Linked DNA regions of Mus musculus: region 1 is linked to region 2. A link is a contact called in public Hi-C data. All regions are on one chromosome and are shown on one strand. Each heading gives the region's core, a stretch centred on a gene start, on an enhancer-like site or on the middle of the called end of the contact. The rest is flanking DNA. Distances are from core to core; before and after follow the strand shown.

What was found. A called contact is a pair of places that touch in the nucleus more often than the background predicts.
Region 1: a Hi-C map of the N1E-115 cell line shows a contact between it and region 2, with 2.9 times the contacts expected there. The contact joins two enhancer-like sites. A contact is called at or near these places in 1 of 484 Hi-C or Micro-C datasets (the N1E-115 cell line) and 1 of 115 datasets of contacts at active chromatin or transcription factors (kidney).

The regions. Positions count from the first base shown.
Region 1 is chr7:74,941,313-74,947,582 of GRCm38.p6, forward strand. No RefSeq gene overlaps it. Among named protein-coding and RNA genes, the nearest start is that of 4930533N22Rik, 86 kb to the right of the region's middle. Within about 2 kb of position 1,764, at least 9 of the 459 cell types and tissues checked have an H3K27ac peak or open chromatin away from gene starts, as enhancers often do. A contact at or near this core is called in the N1E-115 cell line, where this site is marked.
Region 2 is chr7:74,421,915-74,428,806 of GRCm38.p6, forward strand. All of the region lies in intron 2 of Slco3a1 (solute carrier organic anion transporter family, member 3a1), which reads right to left. Among named protein-coding and RNA genes, the nearest start is that of Slco3a1, 130 kb to the right of the region's middle. Within about 2 kb of position 5,332, at least 23 of the 459 cell types and tissues checked have an H3K27ac peak or open chromatin away from gene starts, as enhancers often do. A contact at or near this core is called in the N1E-115 cell line, where this site is marked.

The DNA of each region.
Region 1 (6,270 bases), core at 514-3,013, 520 kb after region 2:
AGAAAGTCTACTGTACACCTTGGTTGCACTAGTTAGCCATGCTCTGTGTACTCGAAGAGGGATATTGTTCCCACCACAGTGCAAATGATAAACATATGAAGGAATGCATATTTTAGTAAGATCAATTCAGCCATTTCAAAATGAAGGTAATTCTCAAAACACCATATTATATATCATAAATACACAATATTTGTCAATTAAAACCATAGAAAGAATTGACTGAAGGACTAGGTCCTTCCCTTAAAGTAGGCAAAAGCTTCGGGTAGAGGCCCAGATAGAAAGCTGTCTGAAGAGAAAATAGCGTTTCCTGTTTGCCCACATTCACATTTGATGAAGTGTGCATCTACACTGTGGCTGGTCACAATACCAGTCTTTGCTGCTGTCTGAACAGATTCATCATGCAAATGTGGACTGAAGACCAGTGGTTCTCAGGGAAACCTTAGATTCTCAGCACAAACCCTGGGGTCTTCAGCAGAAATTGGAATCACTGAGGCAGCTAGCTCATTGGCTGAGCAAGCATGTGCACACATGGGAGCGTGTGTGTGTGTGTGTGTGTGTGTGTGTGTGCACACACACACACAGGGGGAGGGGGAGGGAGAGACAGAGAGAGAGAGAGGGAGAGAGCGCACTTTATATTTATTCCTCTTGTGTTTTAATTGCTGCTAAATTAATATAAGCAGATGAGAGTTTAACCAATCACTACCATTTTGTTGTCTTCAATGTCACCATGGTGTGTTTATTCTGTAGCAACTTCTTTTTCACATTTAGGTGCATTCTAATTAGAAACTCCAATCTACAGCGAATACAGCATGCTAGATAGTGCTGAGCTTGGGAAGGTGTGAGTTGAAAGAAGACAAATCTAAGAAGCATGCTACATAGGATTCAAAGTGTTCATTGTGCCGTGCTGCAGTATACCATCAAAGAATGACTTTTCAAAAGACTAGACTGCAGTTAAGAGTTGGTGGCAGTCCTCTGCCATTACAGGGACAATTTGATACATCCTACTGCTGCTTAGGATCAACTAAAACCTGGATCACATCCAGGAGAAGCCGAGGGAGGAGACATCATCAGACTTAAGGGTGTGCTGTGAATAGAGAGGACAGATGGTTATCATCATCGGCTGCCAGGAAATACAGTTCAAGGAGGCCCACTGTGAAATCAACTCAGTCCTGAGTATTTGGCATATGTAAAATATTCAGGTAAAAGGCATATCTATACTAAGCATGGAACTTTTGTGAAAACACTTGATATCATATTAAGAAATATTAATATTATTAACTTTTATGATTAACCTGAACAGATTTGGTTCTATAGTTCAATGGTAACTATCAAAAACAAAATCACAAAAATATACAAATAGAAGGCATACATACATAACTCAATTATGTAACAGTGGGTGTCTTAGCTGATAGAATTATGAATACAGCTTTTATCCTTTTAAATCTTTTCCATATTTTCTTGAATGATAAAATAGCTTTTATCATTGAGGAAAAATGTGAAATTTCTAACCAGGCATGTTAGCTAGCTACTCAGAAACTGTTGAAGGAGGATTATAAATTCCAAGCCTGACTGTTATACAGACTGAATTCAAGGCTGGCCAGCTTGGCTAGCAAGAGCATGTCTCGAAACACAAGGTACAAGGGCAAGAACTATAGTTTGGTTAGAGTATGAACTAGATCCTAAGCTCAGCCTCAGTACAGGAAGAACTCCTCTGGTCTCTTTCTTGGGAAAGCACAGCCTTCTCCTCTCATGCGTTTCCTTAGTTACTGTTCCTGGCAGAAATTCCTCCTCACTCAGGCCAACACACAAGGCTGAGCAGACACAAAGTGTGATCTAGAGCTTCAATATGTGGGAAGACAAATCACTCAAAATGCATCGGGAATTCCAGAAGCATAAACTGCTGCCCCGGTGCCATCTCCTGTGAGTATCATCATAAAATTTCTAATACTTCAGAGCAAGTATAGATACCATCTACTTCCAGTGTAACAGTCAGGATTTAATAACCAACCAATGTGTCTGAGCCAAGTTAGAATATAAATGTGCCAAATGAGTGGTATTTCAGAGACATTTTCATGGTTTGTGGAAAAATAGACAGTGTTGATATTAAAATTGTTGTAGCACACTAATATTTTTGATGATTATATTTAAAAATACTAAAAATCACCAAAAGTGTTTTTACGTTGCTTTATAATTTCTTCGTCTCTATCATGTGGCAGAATAAGCAATCTCAATGCCAACAGCAACAGGATGCTTGGAGCTTAAGAGTGGGATGTGGCAGTGGGATGTGGTGTAAATACCTGTAATCCCAGGACTTGGGAGGCCAAGCCAGAAGTTCAAGGTCACCCTGAGCAATATGGTGAGGCCTGATAGCAAAGCATAACAAAGCTGTGGTGCAGGTTGCCCTAGGACAAGTTCAAATGTTTAAGTCACTGATGGTGATGGTTTAAATATGCTGGGCCCAGAGAGTGACACTATTAGGAGGTGTGTGACCTCCTTGGAGGTAGGTGTAGTCTTGGAGGAAGTGTGTCATCGTGAGAATGGGCTTTAAGATCCACACCCTGACTCCCTGGAAGCCAGTCTTCTCCCAGCCGCCTTCAGAATAAGAGGTGGAACTCTCAGCTCCTCTATCCCCATCTCTGCCTGGATGCTGCCATGACCCCACCCTGATGATAATGGGCTGAACGTCTGAACCTGTAAGCCAGCTCCAATTAAATGTCCTTTATAAGATTTGCCTTGGTCACAGTGTATGTAACTAAGACAATAGCCATATATAAATTAATAAATTCTCTAACTCACACTTTAAAACAGAATACTATGTTAAAAACAGAATACTATGAGGCTTTAAATGATGCAATGAAATGATTAATATAAATCAATTATGTGAGGTCTGATGTATAGAGTTCTTAATAAATGGCAATAATTGTTGGTCACCTAGCTAGCAAAACTTTTAAAATCAGTCCCTTACCTGTTGAGAGCCACAGATGTCTACACTGAAAGAACACTCAGAAGAGAATAGGGCTAGGAAGCCATGTGTACCCACAGGAGCCCAACATGTGTTGCAACAGGAAGTTATAGCTTTGAATTTTAAGACACTAACATATTTAACACTCTCCGGTGATTCCACTTAAAATAATGGGATGAGCAGCTTGAGCTTCTGAGAGTATTAAGCAGAGAACATAGATTTTTCCAGCTTTGTGTCCTTTGGAATCCAAGCTGCTAGTTGTCTGTGCTGGAATGAAGATTCATTTTGGCATGGGTGAGACTGTCTTCCTTCCAGGTTCTTCAGGATTCAACATGCCAGCTACTAATGGGCTCTGCTCTACATGCAAAACCCTAGAAGGAGCATATGGTGGAGATATGCATCCTTTCCGAGAGGCCCAGCTACCCTCCCTCTCCAGTCCTAATCCTTTTATAGAACAAGACCTAGATGTGTGGTTTTTTTTTGCATTTCCAAAGATTTAAATCTCTATGATGTTGGAATACCAATATTGAGAGTTCAACATAAAAACTGGCCATGTAATGGAAAAACTCTCAGACCTGGCACAAACAAATGTGGAAGCAGATTTTGGCAACATTTCCTCAAACAAGATTAGTTTCAATTCCCATAGAGTTAATACTCCCACTGACTGTGGCCTCACCACGGCATTTTACAAACGATAAAAGGAAACAAGCCAACAGAAAGCTTACAGCTATAACATGAGAAAATTTGTTTCCTAACACTTCAGACTTCCAGAAGAAAGTGTTATGCTATTAATTGTAATAAACTAAGTACGTTTAAGACCACTTGATTTTTACAAAAGTGGAAAATGTCACAGTGAAAGGAGACATAAGCAAATAATCAGACAGGTTGGAAGATAAAATAAATGTAAACATAGTTGCTGGGATTAAGCTCAATACAGAAATTGAATGGCATATTAGACACAACTGAAAAGAGGATTTCTGAACTGGAAGGAAGCTATACAGAAAAGATGCTAAAGATACAGATGGTGCTCCATTTTAGAAAGACATTGAAAACTAAATAAAAAGTTTAACCTATCTCTAAAATGACTAACAGAAAACTAGAGTAAAACGGGATAAACGTAGCATGTGTTCTTTGAAAGAAAATATTTTGAAATTCTACAGGATTGAAAAAGAGCGAATACTCACTCTTTTGATACAGCAGCACACTGAATCCCAAGCAGAACTGATTTAAAAATCAAAAATAAAATTATATCTATAATAGTAGAAAGGCATAATAGACTACAGAGTCTTGGCCAGGAGAGCTTCTTCCTTATGATGGGCAGCAGCTAACGCAGAGTACGCTGAGAATAAGTGCTTACTGAGTGCTCATCCCTAAGTGGGCATCTATACTAACCTCCCCCTCCAAGGCTCCTGGACCACCATAGAAGAAAAAGATAGGAACAGTGTAAGGGCAAGAGGGTGGAGGATAGTACTGTAAAATATTGTCCTCTGCTCCCAGGAACTATAGTTATTTGCACACAACCAAGCCAATAAGAGAAGTTGATGTTCCAGCAAGCCAGAATAATTCTACTCAGAGAATTAGTGAAAGGAATAGGGGGAAGCACATGAAGGCAAGAGAGGGGCAGATGTGTTGAGGCAGTATTTGGGAGGACTTCTAAGAGAGAATAGAGGTGAGTATTATCAAGGTACATTATATACCTGTATAGAATTGTCAAATAAAAAATTTTTTAAAAGTTAGAAAAAATTAACTAAGGAGAACAGATACTTCCTCCAAAGATTGTTAAGTGGAAAAACAGCAGATTTCCCATCAGTGACAATAGACCAGAAAGCGATGAAATATACCAATATGGAGGATAAAAAAATCATCTTCTATAATCATTTCAAACCTTCACAGTGAAATTTTATATCCAGTTAAATCTTCTCATAATTAAAGTGAAATAAAAATATTTTCTGGCAGATTTTTTTTTTATAAAACTTCCTATCAAAAGATTTTCACTGACAGAGGTGAAAATGAATGCTTTAAATGAGTTAGGGAAATTAATCTGAGAGGTTAGGTAAGGTGTGCAGAAATCATTAGTAAACAAAAGAATGTGGGAGATAATAATGGAACCCAGGTGAATTTCTCTGAAATGTTCATAAAGCTGCAGTATAAGAAAGACTCTGGGGGCTGGGAATATGGAACAGCAGTTAAGAGCACTTGCTGCTCTTGTAGAAGACCCAAGTTCAGTTCCCAGCATCCACATCTGCAGGCTCACAGCTCTCTGTAAATCCATTCGCAATAGCTATGAAGCCTTTTACTGGCTTCTAGAGGGTTTTGTTTTGTTTTGTTTTTGTTTTTTGTTTTGTTTTTTGTTTGTTTGTTTTTGGTTTTTTTTTTTTTTTTGTTTTTTGTGAAAGTCAAACATTCATTCTATGATTTGCTGCTTACTGGTAATTTTCTCTCAAAGAAATAACATAAGTATATCTGGAATCATCCTAAAGTAAGCAACGTGCTCCTTATGGTCAAACACTCTGCTCTTGAGTTACATGCACATGTGTGCCTTTCAAAGAACATTTACAACTTGGGCAAATATTCCTTGAAATCTCCAAATGATGCGTAAGACTTGTATCCATGGCATGGCAGGGAAGGCTCCTTGTGTGTTGAGCTTCTAATGGATACTTGCAGCTTGCTGCTGTGTCACAAAGCACACTGGGCCCTTTGGCCATAGTACACGTGACATCAGTCAGTCCTGAAGTGCATCTCCTGGGGACATTCCAGAGTCAGAGTTACCTCCTACCACAGCTCAGAAATCTTCAAAAGGAAGGAAGACACCAAAGCAAAGTCAGTAACCCTACTCAGTCTGCACTAGAGAAGAGAAAGCCATGTGGAATCTGTGTCTTTCTAGGACAGCCAGGATCATCTCCTCTCAAGTGAAGTGTGTTCTCTGAGCTCTGATAATTCATTACATCAAGCATGGGTTCTTTAGACCAAATGTTCCTTCCTGTAGCATCTCTGTCTCTGTGCCTTGGGATGCTGTTTCTCTGTACTGTATCTGCTTTAGTAAGTCCTTCCATTACTGGTGTCAAAATCTTTTAAATTCTGCAAATGAACATTTCCGCAAACTCACATATCTTTTATTGGAAGGAATGTCTTCTGGAGTTTGGGCTGGCTACTACCTGCTCACATTCACTTCACTACTCTCTGCAAACTCAAAACAGATGACAATAGTATCAATTCATTTTCATATCTTAGAACATATTATCCCTTCTTCCTATAATATAGTTCCCATTAGCCTTAAGAGTGAGGGTCCCATGCAGAAGTCACCCCTA
Region 2 (6,892 bases), core at 4,082-6,581:
CTGGCTTCCAGAGGATTGGTGGCAGATCCTAGTTCCTTAGGGCTGCCAGGGTCCAGGCTCTGACTGTAACAATTCTAGTAACTGTCTGACTTCAGGAAATGCAAATTCTTACTCCCATAGATGCCTGCACTTCTGCGTGCACGGAAGAGATGCAGTGAGCAATGCCACGCGTGTGGAGCTGAAGCTTCAGCCACCAGCTCACACCCACCAAGGTATGGAGTGAAAGCATCCTCGCTGGCTGCACGCACCTGCCTTGTTAATGACGCACATGGTCCTCATTAAGATACACGGTTCACAGTGGCAGCTCAGTTCAGTTAGAGAGCTCTAAATATAGCCTCCTGGGAAGAGGGGGAGGAGGGCCAACTCCACTGGTGGCTTGTTCTAGGTCTAGCGTCAATGAACGAGGCGACAGCAGTATCCCCCCATGCCACAGTCATGTCACTATCAGTCCCCAGGCTCATCGGGCAGGCACCGTGGTAAAGTGATCTCTTTGAGAGCTTGCTGAGATCTTCCCACTGCGTCCATGCAGTCAAACAGAGCCCACAGGTGACCTAGAATGCCCCTCTCCTGGAGGCCTGAGACACAGCGGTCCTCTTTCTGTTTCATGTCTCCTGACTTACCTGACTTAAGGAGAGTGAATTAACCTGAGCTGGGAACTTTAGAACTGACCATTCTTGCAGAAGGGAAGTATCCAGACATGTGATGGCCACCTGCAGCTGCTGCTGACTCTAAGAGCAAGCCCTGCGAGGCATGTGCATGGGCCAGGCTGGGGACAGGATAAGGAGGCACTGAGTTCTGGAAGTTACCAGGCTGAGGTAGCACAAGTTGAGGTAGATATAACCCAGATCACAGCTGTAAGTCACCACCAGGGTCCCCACTGTGCCACTAAGATGCTATATAGACAGTAGAGAAGAAGTGATGGCAGCAGCCCCTCACCTGGGACCTCCAGGTGACTTAGTCAAGGACACAAAGGTACTTACTGGAAAAGCTGTTAAAATCTAATAAGTCCCTGGCTTCCATCCAGGACTCCTCCTTTTGGCTTTCATGCATATCTTCTTCAGTCTGTCCCTCTCTGTCCCCTGGCACTACCGAAGCCACAACCCATGCCACCATCTCCAGTTAATGTTTCTTTTGTTTGCAATCTCAATCCCCCCCCGCATCTCCAATCTGGCTTTCTACATGTGCTGTCTTTTGCTTCCCCCTTGGATGCCCTCCCTGTCTCTACATAGCTCATTATTGAAAGTCTGTGTGCATTCTCCCATCTGTCTTTGGGGTGTCCCTGCATCAAGAGGAAAGTCATACACTGAGGATTTGTTTCCCCCTCTTCTCAAGTATCCCTGAGACAATCCATACACCTCATACTGGCATTTCTCTTCCCAGCACTCAAATACATGGCTATTTAGTACAAAGGCCCCTTTCCCATATCCTGGACACAAAGTTGCCACTTCCGCTTTCTTCTGCTAGCCTTGAATTTGAGAAGGGGAATGTAACAGACACCCAAAGGACAAACAGCTCCCTTATCTTCCAAAGCAAGCTTCATGCCACATTTCTTTTCTTGGACAGCCAGTTCCACATACCTCAGAATAGTACACTATGGCCCCAGCACAGAGATGTTGAAACTCACCCAATGCCCACTCCACTCCACTCTTCTGCTACAGAGATAACTACCACTGCCCAAGTCTTCCATCTGCCATACCTGCTTAGACAATGGAACCACATTAGAATGCACCAGACTCGGGGAAGACTACAAACAGGACACTGGAACTTACCACCACCCCTCCCCCCGTGAGGGAGGGGTCAGTCCTCATAGCCAGATTGGCTTTCTTTACATTAGTTCTGGGCCTGGTCCTCCAGTCCTCCATCTTTCTCTTATTCTTCCATTCACCAATTAACTGAATTCCCAGAATGCCTGGGGTCTGAAAACCCCCAGCCTTATTCCCTCATGAAGTAGCACAGTGTCCTGAAAGCTCCCATTTTCCTTTCTGCCTCCCCGACACAACCTGGCACAGGAGGAACTCAGCAATTTGAATGAATGTGGTTTCTGGAGGGGAAGTATCATAGTGAGCACACACTGGAGAGGACAAGGTAGGTTTTCTGTGGCAGAAGGCAGGGGGTAGGTCTGCACTCTCTCATGGCTCTCGAGCCCCGAGGCCCCTTTCTTAGCTATTGGCACACTGCTGCTACCAGGCCTGGCTGATTTCCCATGTTTACAGAGCCCAGGGCAAGCATAGTTCAGTGCTCATAATAGCAATAAATTATGACTGTAATTTAAAGTACAGGCTTGAAAAGAAACCCTAATCGCAGACCATTCTTGATCTCACAGCCCTCCCCGGAGGGCTGGGTTTCCTTCCAGCACTTGCTTTATTCTACCTTTGCTTCAAGTCCCTGCCCAGGTATTTGGCTTCGACTCCTATGATATTAAAAAGAGGCAGCAGGTGGTCAGTTGCCCCGAGCAGCTCAGTGAACTGTGCAGACCTAGGGGAATAGCCTGGCCTGGCTTCTCATTTTCCTTGGAGGAGGGTGAACAAAAAAATGTACTTTTTTTTTTTTTCATGTATTTCTCCTCTGCCATGGTTTAGACAAATGAGCTTATGCAGAAGTTTCAGGCTGAAACAGCGACAGTGGGGCCTCTCAGACTCGCTCCCTAGAAGCAAGGTTGTGCTGCACTAGTTACCAAGAGGATGAAGAGGGGAAGTGGGCAGGCAAGGGAATTAGTGTAGCTTGAATCTGAAACATCCCCACTAACTCCAGTTTGAGTGCATGGTGGCCAGTTGGTGGAGCTATTCTGCTAGACTGTGGAACTTTAGGAGGCAGGGCCTACTTGGAGATGCGGTTCTACCAGGCCCTTGGCTCCTACTAATCTCTCAGTCTCCTGGTCTACCAGGCTCTGAAGAGTCTCTGCACACCTGCATGTACTGAGATGTGGTTCCCTGGTTTCTGGCTGATATGGGCTGAAACTCTCTGAAACACTGGGCCAGAATAAGTCTCTCTTCTCTGAAGTTGTTTCTTCAGTCAGGTATGGTGGTCATAGCAGCGCAAGAATAACTAATACAGGGGATTCATCTGTTTTTGCCAAATGTGTACTACGAATGTTCAACCTTGTATATACAATACCTCCCTGAATCCCTGCAACTTCCCTGTAACCTGTTTAAGAGAACACTGTCCCATTGTCATTTGAGTAACTGAGAAATTAATATCTGGAGAGACTCCGTGTCTTGTCCAATGCTACAGAGTTATGTGCGGCAGATGCATGATGCAGGCATAAGCTTTGTCCCAACAGTGCTACTTGCATAAGCCCCTCTACATGTCCTTCAGACTGCATAACTTTAGGAAAGGTCTCCCTCCTAGCGGGGTTTCAACAAAGTGAAACTTTTTGACTGTGACTGACTTTTTTCTATATAATTGAAAAAAAAAGGATCATTTATAATAATCTTAATAATGTCCATCCTAGGCAGAGGAGTGTAACCCAGCACAGGGCTTAGCTGGACATGCCTCTGTCATGAACAGTTCCCTATGAAATGATCCCATCATCAAATCAGAATACAGAGACACAGCACAGCATTTGGCTTCCCATCACATCAGGGTCTCTGTCCTCAAAGGCCACAAGGTCTGAGGCCCGGTCACTACAACAGTTAACTCAGTGACTGGCCCAAAGTACAAGGCCATGTTCAGTGTAGAACTATGAGAGAAAAAGGAACACATTTTTCAACAGGAGTTTTTGCCACTTGACTCAGTACCATCTACAGGATCTATGAGCTTGCACATTACTATGTGTGAAATGGGAATGCCAACACCAGCCGCTCAGAACATGGATACATTCAAGGAATCAAAGTGTAAAATTCATTCCCATCTATGTTAAGAACAGCCGTGCCTTGCCCCATTGCAGTGGTTACTCTATCATCTGGCTTCAAAGTCTGCAATATAATGTCTCATCCACCTATCCACAACCTCCCTTTCTTCCTCCAGTCAAGCTAAGGCTTAAATTCCTCTTTCTCATGAAGCCACATTCCCAGGTCTTCCAGGTCACTATTTCTTGGAGGATCAGGGGAGCTAGGGTCTCCAGTGGAAGGTTTATAGCAGCTTTGAAGGATAAACTGCAACTGCACTTGAACTTTTACACTGGATAGGTGATACTTTCTTCCTCATAAACTACAGAAAAGTTGTTTGGCCACTTCTCTGTAACAAGTTAGCACTCTCTCTAGCACCCTGTGAGTATACTGAGACTGGAATGCAACCTTCAAGTACCCCCTAAGCCTGAGAGAAGCAGTCAAAGAACAGAAAGAATACTAGCTAGATAAGGCATTTCACTGCATCAACATGCTCTCCATGGGTAACCAATTCTGGTACCACTGTTCAGAGCTCATGCCTACTCTACGTATAGATTTTGTTAGTGTTTTATATCAAGTCACAGCCAGAATGACACAGACAGTCCTTTGGTTTTAAAGTGATAATATTCCCAGACTAGAACATCAGGGACAGGAAATAATCTTAGAGATCTACACTTCCTCTGCGCATGCTTCATTGCAAGGACACCAATAGGCAAAAAGTGCAAACCCTGTTCTTTTCTGGTACCCAAACTGATATCTTTGGGTAAGATACCTAGTTAAGGTAGAACTGTTCCAATCTCAAAGGTGTGAACCCAAAAGGAAGGCACAGCAATCATGTGTGCGAGGCAGTAAGAACAAACACTGGTCCTTGGTACACAGCGTACCTGCCATAAATGACACTTGCTAATAAAGGACACCTATCTTGAGCAATGAGGTGTTACTGGCATTCCTGGCCCACTTATTCAGGGATTTGTCTTCTGCCTTTCTCCTCTTCCTTCAGTCTCTGTACTGTCTCCCTCCACTCCATCCCAAGGTTACAATCCATACCCAAATCATGATGAGTCCTTGAACCTTACCTCAGTTCTGACAGGCTTCCCCTTTGAACTTGGGGAACGCTGGAAGGCTAAGCTGTTCTAGGTTACACTAACTGAGACATTTCATGACATTCCCAGATGTTGCTTGTAACAGATCCTGGTCGCATCAGCATCTACAGGTGATGACCAACCCTCTGAGCAGCAATCAGGCCCTGATCTCAGCCAGCCCATCTAGCAACACTGCAGGAGCTCAGCACACTGCTGAGAGCAAAGCCAGTCTCCTGTATTACACAGCTGACATCCCCATGGTAAAAGGAGAAAGACAGTAAACAGATGACCAAGTTGACACCCCACACAGCTAAAATTCAAGGGGTTAATAAAAAGCAGGGAAGAAGTTAGCCACTAACTGTTGCTGAAGGGTTGGGAGGAGAGCAGTTAATTTACACGGTGGCACAGGAAATCCTGTCTGATACCATGGCAAGTGACAGACACCAGACATAAGTGAGGAAATGAACCACTTGAACATCAGAGCAAGGTGTCCCTGGCAGAAAGGGAAGAAAATATAATGTTATCAGGCAGTACCATTTCTGGAACATTCTAGAAGAACAGGAAGCATAATGATGCTTTATCACAGTGGAAGCCTTAGAGAGTGGCAGGTAACCTTGCTCAAGAGAGGCCTCAATTGTATATTGATAAGAACTTTGGCATTTAGGGATGAAGCAGTGAACTTTCCATCATTAAAACAAAATATCTGATGAAAGCCACTCTGGTGCACAGAGGAGTTCACTTATCTCAGAGTTCTGGAAGTTTCAAGGTCAATATGAGATCTCAAAGGGTTGTTCTTAGAGGAAGGTGACAGATGGTGGCACATCATAGGGCGAAAATGTTGTAATTCAGGGTTCACATGTTGAACTGGAGCAGAGAGAGGACAATGGGTATAGACCCATAATCCCTTCTGGGGTGGGTATATCCCTAGTGACATCAGGACTTCCCATAAGGCCCTACTTGACAGAGCATCTCTTGATACCTCTAGCCAGGAGACTAAGATTTTAACACATGTACCTTGTAGTACGGACAAAAATCCCAAATCAAACCATACCTAAACCAGTGTTGTATTGGGCTCACTCTAGCTTCTATGTTACAGGCAGACAGCTCAAAGTTGGCTGCTGTGGCATCACAGAAAGGCAGAAGAGTGGCTTGGAGTTGCTGCTTGACAATGAAAATGTTGGGGGGGGGCACTCTAGATACACTGGCAACCGCCATGTTGACTATCTGAAAACAATGGATGACAAAAGCTTGAGAGGCTCCAGGGACTGTCCAGGGGCTCCCATCCCCTCATTTACAACTGCGCATGGGACTTAACTCAACAAAGCTATTATTGTTTCAAGAGATTAAAAAAAAAAAAAGAACCCTCCTCTGTGGGAAAAAAATGAAACATTGTATAACTGCTAACAACAAAGTTAAGGGAGAGACAAATTAAATAAAATTTGTTTTGTAGCCAAGAATGGTTGATGTATTCTAACTAGAAGCGAAGGCCTAGATCAAATTCTAGTCATGGTAGATGTTCACTCATTACAAAAAAGATGCATAAAGATTTATGATGGTGGACCAATAGCAATCAGTAAGCGGCTGATGGATGGTTCCCAATATGCAGGAGCTATTAGTAAGTGTCCTGGGGAAGATCGAAAAGGGATGAGAACACTGGGTTGACTGCTGCTAAACTGGCTTTTTTTGGTACAGACATTCCTCAAGCCTTTCCTATGGTAATTGGCATCAGCCCTCTCCAGAGGGACCTTTATGGAGGCCATATATCTCCCGGTTGATGTTTTAATGCAGTCCCTTCCGACAATAATGATGCCAGGAACACGATGGGGAAATACTGAGTAGATTTACAAATATCATTTGAGCATTGATCCTGAGGGCCTGCAGGATCAAAATTCACCAAAAACGTTTCTGAGATCCTGGGCTGGGTGCTAGGGATGTACAAAGAAAGGGACACTAAAGTATCCCATGGTAGTTTGTTCTGCAGGG